Linked DNA regions of Mus musculus: all the other regions are linked to region 1. The links are chromatin contacts, called in public HiChIP or PLAC-seq and promoter capture Hi-C maps. All regions are on one chromosome and are shown on one strand. The core of a region is the stretch at or near the end of the contact, and the rest is flanking DNA. Distances in the headings are between cores, read along the strand shown. Region 1 holds the start of Slc7a1 (solute carrier family 7 (cationic amino acid transporter, y+ system), member 1). Region 2 holds the start of 5930430L01Rik (RIKEN cDNA 5930430L01 gene). Region 3 holds the start of 8430423G03Rik (RIKEN cDNA 8430423G03 gene). Region 4 holds the start of Katnal1 (katanin p60 subunit A-like 1).

What was found. Promoter capture Hi-C pulls out the DNA fragments that hold promoters and counts their contacts. HiChIP or PLAC-seq counts read pairs in DNA pulled down with a chosen protein or histone mark.
Region 2: an HNF4G HiChIP or PLAC-seq map of pancreatic cancer cells shows a contact between it and region 1. The contact joins the promoter of 5930430L01Rik here to the promoter of Slc7a1 in region 1. A contact is called at or near these places in 5 of 39 promoter capture datasets (the 3T3-L1 cell line, the C10 cell line, hippocampal neurons and 2 more) and 1 of 115 datasets of contacts at active chromatin or transcription factors (pancreatic cancer cells).
Region 3: a contact with region 1 is called in a promoter capture Hi-C map of embryonic stem cells, with 2.2 times the contacts expected there. The contact joins the promoter of 8430423G03Rik here to the promoter of Slc7a1 in region 1. A contact is called at or near these places in 7 of 39 promoter capture datasets (the 3T3-L1 cell line, embryonic stem cells, hippocampal neurons and 3 more), 1 of 484 Hi-C or Micro-C datasets (bone marrow-derived macrophages) and 4 of 115 datasets of contacts at active chromatin or transcription factors (the SCID.adh cell line, bone marrow-derived macrophages, memory CD8 T cells and 1 more).
Region 4: an H3K4me3 HiChIP or PLAC-seq map of the SCID.adh cell line shows a contact between it and region 1, with 13 read pairs. The contact joins the promoter of Katnal1 here to the promoter of Slc7a1 in region 1. A contact is called at or near these places in 2 of 39 promoter capture datasets (embryonic stem cells and erythroid cells), 5 of 115 datasets of contacts at active chromatin or transcription factors (the SCID.adh cell line, bone marrow-derived macrophages, memory CD8 T cells and 1 more) and 2 of 9 other capture datasets (adipose tissue and macrophages).

What each region holds. Positions count from the first base shown.
Region 1 is chr5:148,398,620-148,401,215 of GRCm38.p6, forward strand. It overlaps Slc7a1 (solute carrier family 7 (cationic amino acid transporter, y+ system), member 1), which reads right to left and starts at 1,285. Exons shown (of 13, transcript NM_007513.4): 1 at 1,110-1,285.
Region 2 is chr5:148,993,919-148,996,514 of GRCm38.p6, forward strand. 5930430L01Rik (RIKEN cDNA 5930430L01 gene) reads right to left here and starts at 1,297. Exons shown (of 2, transcript NR_102384.1): 1 at 1,200-1,297. Gm15411 (a long non-coding RNA gene) reads right to left here. Exons shown (of 5, transcript XR_868721.2): 4 at 2,403-2,596.
Region 3 is chr5:148,948,962-148,951,557 of GRCm38.p6, forward strand. 8430423G03Rik (RIKEN cDNA 8430423G03 gene) reads left to right here and starts at 1,289. Exons shown (of 3, transcript NR_040686.1): 1 at 1,289-1,427; 2 at 1,699-1,872; 3 at 2,372-2,596. It overlaps LOC108169085 (a long non-coding RNA gene), which reads right to left. Exons shown (of 2, transcript XR_001785025.1): 2 at 1-47.
Region 4 is chr5:148,927,331-148,929,926 of GRCm38.p6, forward strand. Katnal1 (katanin p60 subunit A-like 1) reads right to left here and starts at 1,317. Exons shown (of 11, transcript NM_153572.2): 1 at 1,196-1,317. It overlaps Gm36446 (a long non-coding RNA gene), which reads left to right and starts at 1,482. Exons shown (of 2, transcript XR_377236.1): 1 at 1,482-1,573; 2 at 1,803-2,292.

The DNA.
Region 1 (2,596 bases), core at 35-2,534:
TAAAAATACCAGGGGGATGACTGTGTCGAGGTTTCCTATTATCTTAACCACACATGAAGGGCAAGAAATGTTACAAAAATCCCAATTACCAGCTGACTCCATGACAGCTAAGACAGTCAACCAAAAGATAACGCAGAAGATAACGCTCCGGATTCTAGTGAAAGTTTACTCACCTTTAGAAGAAATACACCTATGGTTGAAACCCTGTCCTCCTGCACGTGAGAGTATAACTGTGGGTGCTGGGAAATGTAGTTTTTTAGTTTGTTTTGTTTTCCTGACAGCACATGTCTGCCTATCCCAGCACATGTCTGCCTATCCCAGCACATGTCTGGCTATCTTAACACACAAGTCCACACAGCAGTGGGCTGGAGCGAGCGACACTGGACTGCTCTGCGGACACCCTTGGCTGGTGACCTGATCGTGCCCAGGAAGTCTTCCACTGGACAGAAACACACGGAGCACAGGTTGTCTACGGAGCCGGAAGAACTTCCTCCCACTCCACACCATCTGGAAGAACAGTCTGTGCAGGCCGAATCGGGTCACAAGGAAAACCCACCCAAGAGGGAGTCCCTCCAAAGGGACCTCTGGAGACTATGAGGCGACCCGGAGGACAGGAATCTCAGGTCTCGGGTCATGCCTGCGAGACCTGACAAGAGTCCATCCTGCGCGCGGCTCGGCTGACGACACTGCCCGGGACCGCGTGGCGGGGCGGGGTGCCGCGCACCGCGCCATGTAAGGGAAGGTCTCCCAGACTGCCGTGACTCCGGATGCCACCCGGGGCAGCCTGCGTAGATGGGTCCCCGCGCCCACGTGGAGCCTACACACGGCGCCACGCGTGGCGGGCGTCACCCGGGTCGCCCGTGTTCACTCCCTCCCGCTGTTGCATCATGCACCACGCCGCGCCTGCAAAGGACCAAGATGGACTCGGAGGAGGCGACCGGAACACTGGTGCCCGCCCCACGCACCCATCCCCCGGAGATGGAGAGGATAAGAAGAACCCTCGCCCTGCCTGAAACGCCACCCGAGGCCACACACACAGACACACACGCACACCGAGGTGACTCAGGCTTTCAGAGCTTCCTGGGCAATCACAAGGATCGCGTACTCACGGAGGAGGCGGCAAGATGTTGAGCTGTGTGGAGACCGCGGGTAGAAAGCCTCTCACACCTGCTAGCTGAGGGGATGGCGCACGCGGGCGGAATCCGAGCCGGTTTCATCAGCCGCGCGCCGCCCTCCGCGGGCCCCACGGCCACGGCCAGTGCTGCGCGTCAGCTTCCAGGGCACCAATGACAGCGCCGCGCGGCCGCGCCCCTGTGGGCGGGGACACCCGAGACCGGGCTTCCCCGCCGGTTTGGGCGCCTCCCGCGCGCGCCCTTGGTCCTCCGCAGCCGCAACTGAGCTTGAGTCAGAGCTGATGGCACAGGCTGAGGGGTGCGAGCCCCCTCCTGGGGAGCCACGGACAGCTGACGACCAGGTTTCTTGCTCCAAACTGGATGTAAGACACATTTTAAAGACTTTTTTTTTTTTTGGACTTAGTTGTAAATCTTCTTTTGACATTGGACTACTTTACGGCTGTGCCCTAGCTAACGCCTTAGCCTCCGCCTTGGTCAGGAAGGGCCCCAGAACCTGCAAGCCTCCCTTTGATACAAGGTAGTTCCTCCACATAGCCAACAGAACAGTTCAGGCAGTTCACACCCGCGGGACTCTCCCCAAGTTTAGTACCCAAATCTAGTCTTCAGGGTTCCTTCTGATCTCTGCTCCAAAATCGAGAACTACAGTCTATAGGGCTGAGGGATGGCTCAGCGGTTAACACTGACAACCCTTTCAGAGGACCCAGTTCTGACTCCCCACATGGGGGCTCACAACTAATCTGTAAGTCTTGAATGTGATGCACAGACATACACAGGTAAACCATAAATATGCATAAGATAAAAGTTTTTATAAAGAATTATATCGAAGCCCGGCAGTGGTGGCACACACCTTTAGTCCCAGCACTTGGGAGGCAGAGGCAGGTGGATTTCTGAGTTTGAGGCCAGCCTGGTCTACAGAGTGAGTTTCAGGACAGCCAGGGCTATACAGAGAAATCCTGTTAAAAAAAGAGAGAGAGAGAGAGAGAGAGAGAGAGAGAGAGAGAGAGAGAGAGAGAGAGAGAGAGAGGAAGGAAGGAAGGAAAGAAGAAAGAAAGAAAGAAAGAAAGAAAGAAAGAAAGAAAGAAAGAAAGGAAGAAAGAGAGAAAAGAAAGGAAAAGAAAAGAAAAAGAGAAAAGAGAAGGTGGATGCTATGTGTGTTCTCAAGTGTGCCTTATCAGTAAAGGGATTCATTGTCAGCCACAGCTGTTGATACTCCCATAGAATTAAACTAACGATGTATTAATTTATATTGCCCAGCCAAAAAGTCTTAATGAATACGTAGAGGGAGGTGGATAGCACTAAAGCACTTCTAACACTTGTAAGATAACATTAAAGCACTTCTAACAGCGTTTGTGATAATAACAAGGCATCAAACATGCTTTGTTTTCCAACAGCCAACAGAAGTAAGTGTCAATCATGCGGTGATGAACTGATTCCTGCCAATCTAGTAGGGAGGTCTCCTGAAT
Region 2 (2,596 bases), core at 47-2,546, 600 kb after region 1:
TCCCTCAGTGATAATGTGACCAGAGCTGTAAACTGAAACAAACTCTCTTCACAAGTAGGTTTTGGTCATGGTGTTTTATCCAAGCAATTGAAAGCATACTAAGATGACTTTATTAAAATCAGTCTAAGACAACAGATTGAATTAAAGCCCATTCTTGTAAGATGCATCTCGGACTTTTGGGGAATTTAAGAAACATGGCATTTTACTGCATGTATGGAACAACAAATAGAACTCAAGAATAATCAATTTTTATAATTAAGTCTCCTTACTGAGTACAAACCCAAAGGAAAAGGGATTAGAGCATTGTTGCAAAAGTATTCTCATGGGATCGGAGAACCATTGAGTAAACTAAGTAGATTTAAAACTGGTGGGCTATAGAGGTAACCGGATACCTCCGGTCATCTTTTTATTTATTTTTGAGTTGGCTCTCACTATGTAGCCCTGGCTGTCCTGGAATTTGCTGTATGAACAGGGCTGGCCTCAGACTCACAGAGATTCATCTGCATAAGACTGAATCTTCATTACGCAGTGACTGGGGAAAGGTCTGTTTGCACAATGTGAAAAGTGGAAATTTGAGGTTTTAAAAGCGCGGGCTTCTTCCTTTGTTTATTCCCTAAGTCCCTTTCTCTGTGCTGTACCCACTCCCTCCAACAAAGCTTGGTCACTTTCCATCCCACTCGCTATTTTCACTTCTACGCTAACATCAAACTCAATTCTACGTCACAGATTTTAGAAGCACCCAGGAACAGTACCCAGCCTAGAGAAGGAGAAAGAAATGTCTAAATTCAAAGGCTGAGCAAGGAAACCGCCTGCCAGGCCTGCCTGCCTGGTCGGTCTCATCAATCACAAGACTTAGGTGTCATGAAAACTCCGCCAGAGCTCCCACAGGCTGACGTGCCTCCTCCCTCTCATCGTCTCCGGGAACCCTTGGCACCAATTTCTTAAGGCACAGAAACCTGGCTCTCCGCTTAAGTTTTAACCAAGAACTTCTCTGAGGTCCCAGCAGCGCTGGGGCGGCGCACTGGCTCCTAGGCTGCTGATGCTGTGGCCCTAGCTACCCAGGGCTGCAAAAGCAGGAGGTGCCGCGCAAGGCTGCAAGTTCTAGAGAAAGCAGGGGGCGAGGGGCTCTGTTTGCCGGCTCCGCCATCTCCTCTAGAAAGCACTTAGCGAGAATAAAGTCACCCGCCCACCCCGGATACCTTCTATTGCAATTCTGACGTCCGGGCCTCCTTAAAGCCAGCATTTTTCTCCCTGGGAGAAAGCATTAGTTAATGATTGCCAGCCGCCTTCGCTGTCTGGCAGGCCACGTGACCTGGACACGTGACTTGGAGCCGGCTGGGATGGTTTCTCCTCTTTGAATAAGCTCCTGCTTATTATTGCAGTTACAAGCCTGTGGAAGCGGTGGGTGCAACGTGATTGCCTGGCGGTTACACAACGCCAGAGAGCTGTGCTCGCCGCTGCCAGCCAGCCGCTCCGGGGCTGACTTCTAAAGGAACAGAAAACAAACAGGACTTGCTGTTTTCCAAAGTGAGAGTTCGTTTTCTCTTTAGAAAAAAGCATCTTGGCAAAAGGCAAAGCCCAACCTTGCCAAACTGTACTAGTTCTTTTGGGGCAAAAAGATAAAACTACCGTGCAACAGGCGATTTTTACCACGCCTTTCTCTTCTTTCTCCCTGAAAAGGCCTCGAATAGGTTCTTTTTACGTTTATAAAAAGTGTACAATAATAGAACTTGGAGGCATATACTTTTAATCCCAGCACTCCTGGAAGCAGAGGCACATAGAAATTTGTGATCTTGAAGCCAACCTAGTTTACATAGCAAGTTCCTGGCCAGCCTGGGATACACTATGAGAACCTGTGTCGTCGTCGTCCTCGTCTCCCCCACCCCCCAACGCCACCCTACAATCTATCCCCCACCCAGTATTAAGGTTCTAATACAATAGTAAGAGTGTTTGGCTTCCATGTATTAAAGCTCTTAGGATTAAACCCAGAGAGAGGAAGAGAGGGAAGAAGGAAGGGAAAAGAAAAAGGCTCTATGGTTAGTTTTAAATTTAAACTGCAAATGAAAAGGTCTTTTGTGGCTCCTCCTGCCTTTAATTTGTAAAATATTAACAGTTGAATTTTTATTTTCAGCGTCTGGAAGAAGCTTCATAGGAGACATTATATGCATGCATATGAATGAAAATATATGCAGATTAGCCTCCAGAGGGCCTTTCCCCCCACCAAGATATCTTTACTGTGTGCGTCTTAGAACTGTCCAACGTCCCTGCAAAGGGAGCCCTGCAATGTTTAGCTTTCTCCTTGTTGACAATTACAAGAGATGGGCAGAGAGGGAAAAAAAACCACACAACTGAGTAGGACAGATGCCCTCCCCAGGTGGGACTGCTGAGGGAGGTCCCCATACCTGTCTCTTCCTTTGAGGCGACCCTTTCTCCAGCCCAGGCCAAGAAGTTCTCAGTGGTGAATTCATTCCACAGCCTGCTAGCTGTTACTGCAGGAGCCTCGATAGCAGGAGTAACAACCAGAGACAGACAGGCAGACAGACAGACAGACAGACAGAGCAAGCCTGCCTTCTTGGGGTTTTACTTCAGAGATCTC
Region 3 (2,596 bases), core at 39-2,538, 550 kb after region 1:
TCAGCAAGTGTCTGCTCTCCTTACCACCGCGCTGTTTCTTTTAGCACCTATAAAAATAACATGTTAAAGGAAAGGGTTTTTTTTTTAAAGTATATGTTTGGTCTAATAAAAGACTGTTTTCAGATTTGCAAATATATTTATGTGGAAAGACAGGTTCTTAGTTAAACATTCAAGATATCCATTTTTAAAAAATGTCCAACCCTAGAATCCAAATATTATTCCACAGCATCTTCCCGCACCTAAAGCAGTTTATATTTTGCTTGAGAGACTGGACATAGACCTGAAGAAACACTGGACAAAAATGCAAACCAAGCTTGGCATGCTAGCAAATTCGGTACCCAGGAGACTGAGGCAGGAAGATTTCAAAGTTGAGGGCAGCCTGAGATACACAAGGAGACCCTGTACAAACACACACATATGCAGGAATGCGCATGCCCGTTACTCAAGACACACGTCATGCCTGTAGACTATAAGAATTATAAAAACTACAAAGGAGAAAAATCTTGTATTCTAATCCACAGAGGCCCGAGAGTGGCGGTTACAGGTGGCTGTGAGCCACCATGCGAGTGCTGGGAACCAAACTTGGGGCCTCTACAAGAGCAGGAAGTGCTCCTAACCACTGAGCCATTTCTCCAGCCCCAAGGCTGAGCTTTTTATGAAATGCAATTCTGCTTGTAAAGTTACAGTCGTCGCATTTGACTGACGTGAGCGCAAGTCAACCGACCCAAGATACAAAAACACTGGCTCAGGATCTGGGGGATAGATAAACTGTAGATCAAACGTGTTTGATCCTCATGACTACAGAGACAAAATAATAAGTAACTTTTTAAAAACATATACAATGTTTCCTAGTTTTGTTCTCCAGGTGGCTGTGGCAGATCACTCCTGAGCCCCACCATTCGCCACTGTTTCTTTTTAGTTCAATCTAAATGGTTCCCCCGCAGGCAGGGCTTGCCCCATGGTAGGGTGCTGCCTCCCCGTAGCTTCAGGCCCATCACACAGTTTCTTGGCTGGCTGAACTGTTGGAAGTACTAAAGAAAGCAACAAATTGAAGAAGAAGCGAGCCTTGTTCTAAGTTGAGAACCCCAAACATAACACATAGAAATCACTACAAAACACGACAGCTGTAAGTGGTTGGGGAAAATCGACTCCTCAAGCAACCAGGCTAAGAGGCAGCGAACGGACTCCCTCCAACTGAAGTGAAATACCACACTGATTACTTCCTTACGATTCGCCATCCATCCTGGGCTTCCTGTTGTAAAAAGCCCCGCCACCCTCCTCAGTGAGCAATAGACCACACATTCCACAGCCACGACGTTTATTTCCTCTCGGTTACATGCTACCCTGTGGGACGACCAGTTACATTCTCTGGCCAAAAAGAAGAGGGGAGCCACGGGACATCCCCCAGCTGTCACGACTCAGAAAAGGTTTGCTTTTTCTCGCCTTCACCAGGGACAGAGGAGGACTCAATGGCGTGGGCTCTTTCCTCCATAACTCTCAAGTTTGGCAAGATCAGGGATCCAATATAGGCTGGTACTGATCCCTCCGTTCTTGCTTTCTATCAGAACACCGGTTTCATTCAGCAGGGGCGACGCTCCTGCTCGCACATGACCATTGTAGCTAAGAGAGGCCATGTGTCCCGATGCCGGCCAGTCCGGTCTGTAGATTTCTAGGCCCCGTTTTGTCTTTCTGTTTCAGGGAGTTCTCTTTCCTTATTTCCTCTTACTGTGTGGACTGAGGAGTTGGCTGTGGAACAGAGCAAGGAGCCCAAGGACCAGGAGGAGATAAGACCGTCAATAAAAAGCTTCCTGATGAACACCACGCCAAGGAAGAAAGATGCCTTCCAAGATCACTGGGGTCTCCAGGGCCCAGGTTTTGACCCTAAAAAAATTCCTGTAACAATTTTATGCCATGAAACTTTATTTTGTAAATGCATTTTTTTCCCCTCAATTACTTTGAGAGTCAGTTTAATGCGTTACATTGTGGCATTTTTGGTAATTTTGTGTAATTAATTATACTTTGTCTTCCTTCTCACTACTCTGCCCCATCTGACCCTGCTTACTGGCCTTTTCCTGGTCCCCTACTCCCCTCAAGTCCTCTCTCCTTTCATGTCCCTGAATTGTGTTATTTACACACACACATGCGTGCACACACACACATACACACATACACGTGCACTCGTACAATCTTGGCTTGGTCACTTGTTCCCCAGTTGGCCCACTGTTTAGTTTAGGCAAGAATTGTCAAGGAGATTTAAATGCCCTGGCCACATTGGGATGTGTGTGGTCTGGCAACATCCTCCCTCGACCACCCCCAATTGACACCTTTCTCCTCTCCAGATTCTGTGATTGTTCTTGTCTTCCATCTGCAGCCTTAGGTGAAACAGCCCGACCACCATGGATCTGACCAGCCCTCTGAGGAAAGAGATAGCCCTCCCATCTCCAGACTGAGGCCTACAGGGCTCCTCAGGACAGCCACTACCAGCACCATGGTGAAAACATAGAGGAGAAGCCCAGAAAGACTGAATTCTGAAACAGGCGAAGGGGCGAAGGGACTCATGGGAATTTTTTTTTTTTTTTTTTTTTGATTCTCTAAA
Region 4 (2,596 bases), core at 67-2,566, 530 kb after region 1:
GGCTGTTGGCAAAAATCACATCCCTTGTACAGCATGAGGCAAATCGCAGTCAACCGCTGTGGACAATCTGAAGCAGCCCAATATCCCAAACCTGGGATTAAAACAAAAACAATTTTTATATTTCTATGTAAATTCCATGTTTAAAAAAAACACCAAAATTCTCACTACACATAATAAAAAGAGGAAATCATCCTGAGCCATGCTTAATATCAGCATCCTGAGACAGACAGGTGAGCTCCAGGACAGCCTGGTTTACACAGTGAGTTCTAGCTAGCCAAAACTACACAGTGAAGCCTGGTCTCTAAAACAAAGAAAAATGTGCATAAATCAATCAGGTATTTTTAAAAAATAGAAACAGAATACAGAACACTTCAGTGTAGTCAAAAGGAGATTGTTCAGAAAGTTCAATAAAATACATTTCTAGTAAAGTTGGCTAGAGGAGAAAGTCAGAAATGAAGGAGAGCTAGCAACAGAAACTTCCAAGGGAGTGAAAGACCAAACAAAGCTTAATGAAATAGACAAGTGTGTGAGATCGCAGCACATCAAAACCCACTAAGAAATCTCATCAGTCAATAAAACCAAGTTCGTTATTTATGACCTCCCCAAAATACTCCAGACCCATCAGCTTCGTGTGTGCGTTCTAGGAAGTGCTTGGGGAAAAAAGAAACAAATGCTAAAGACACTCTCCAGAAAAAGGCAAAAATTAACTAGCCATTGAAAGTTTAACTAGTCTTCAAAGAACCAAAATATGTGTGGGCAACATTTAGGTAGTAAGTGAAGAGTGGAGCCGGAAGGGGGCATTAATTACTCCATGACATTCAACCTCAATAGCTAACATGCAACATATATATATGTATATGTATTCAGACATCACCAAATAACAGTAATATCCTTCATCAGCTTTCACACTTGTCCTTTTAAATATTACTGTCCTCTGAACACACGCTAATGAATGGATTTTATATGCCAAAAGCTCTGAGGTACTTGAAAAATAAGCAGAAATACCTAGAGATTCACAGGGAAAGGCAAAGGCCTTTTAGTGAAGGCTTTGTCGGGTCTCGCATCGACCTTGCGCCATACATACGGTTCTGCACCAAGAGGCAGCACCCTAGGAGGCCCAGGCCCCGCGCGGTGGCGATGGAGCGGGGCCGCGAGTGCAGAGGCTGCGGGGCTGGAGCGCAGCAATGAGGCTCACCTGCGCTACCCCCGCCCGACGCACAGCGCCCAATCCAGCGACCACCCCGGAGCCCCCTGCAGACAAAGAGTCACTTTAACACCATCTGAGTAGCTCCCAATTTATCAGTCTGTCGCCGCGCTCCGGACCGCTGGGCTTTGTAGTTCTCGGCCCGAATCACCCAGCCAAGGCGGCGAGCCTGATGAGCCACCGAACTACAAGACCCATGATACCCTGCGACTGGTGCTACATTCTGCGTGGCTCTCCCGCTTCTCCTCCGGGGGAGCGGCCTGTTGCCGGCGGCCGAGGTCTTGCGGACTGGGGCTGCCCGCCTGGGCTCCGCAACCCGGCTCTCCCTGTCAAGCCCGGCCCCTCGGGCTCACCACTTAGATCCTGCAGGTCAGGGCTGTCAAGGAACGGGGAGGGGCGAGGCGGGGCGCCGTTAGCCGCCGCCCGCCCGGAGTCCGTTAGTTCGCGGCCGGCGCGAAGAGGCGGTGGCTCACGGTTGCCATGGCAGCTGCGGCAGTGCTGCGGAGAGGGCGTGGGGCTGAGTCAGCGTTGGGAAAGGGGGCAGTAGGGAAGGATGCTCAGAGGCGAGTGTGGCGAACACGGAGCCCTCACCCCACAGGATGAGGAACCCGAGACCCTAGGTGGGGCGTGCTGCACCGGCCGGCATCGGGGCGGGACGTGTGCAGCGACAGAGAGCGGCTTCTAAGGAGGCGACCTTGCTGAGCCAGCTCTGTGGATTGGAGGCTGCTCGCAGCCCCCTCCCGCCATCCTCCAGGGAGTGGAGTGAGAACGAGCCATTGCTTAGATAGCGTGTGCACACAGCCTACAGGAGGATTCTGGACTCTGGAACTCGTAAATGGCACTGCTCCCCACCTATTGAATTCGAAGCTATAATGGGTCTTATGCAGAGGTTTGTGCACTCTTCAGTGTACTATGGGCCTGGATTAACAACCTGGCCTTCTAACACAGCTCCTTGGCTAACTGGTTGGTAGCCGATGACCCGAGGCACCTTACCTACCTGCTCTGAACGTTTTAGTCTGCAAAATGGAACTATCTCTGTTCCTGAGAGAAACTTTTATGATAAAACAGAATAAAAGTCTGGCACCTCACACGGTAGCTTTCAGATACTAGTTAATCCAATCGTGATAAAAGTCAAAATATAAGCCGGGCGTGGTGGCGCATGCCTTTAATCCCAGCACTCGGGAGGCAGAGGCAGGTGGATCTCTGAGTTCGAGGCCAGCCTGGTCTACAAAGTGAGTTCCAGGACAGCCAGGGCTATACAGAGAAACCCTGTCTCGAAAAACCAAAAAAAAAAAAAAAAAAAAAAAAAAAAAAAGGTCAAAATATTTGACTAGCAGTTGAAGGTGGATTGGCCGATGGGGAAATTGTCCTGTACCGATTAAAAAGTGCTAT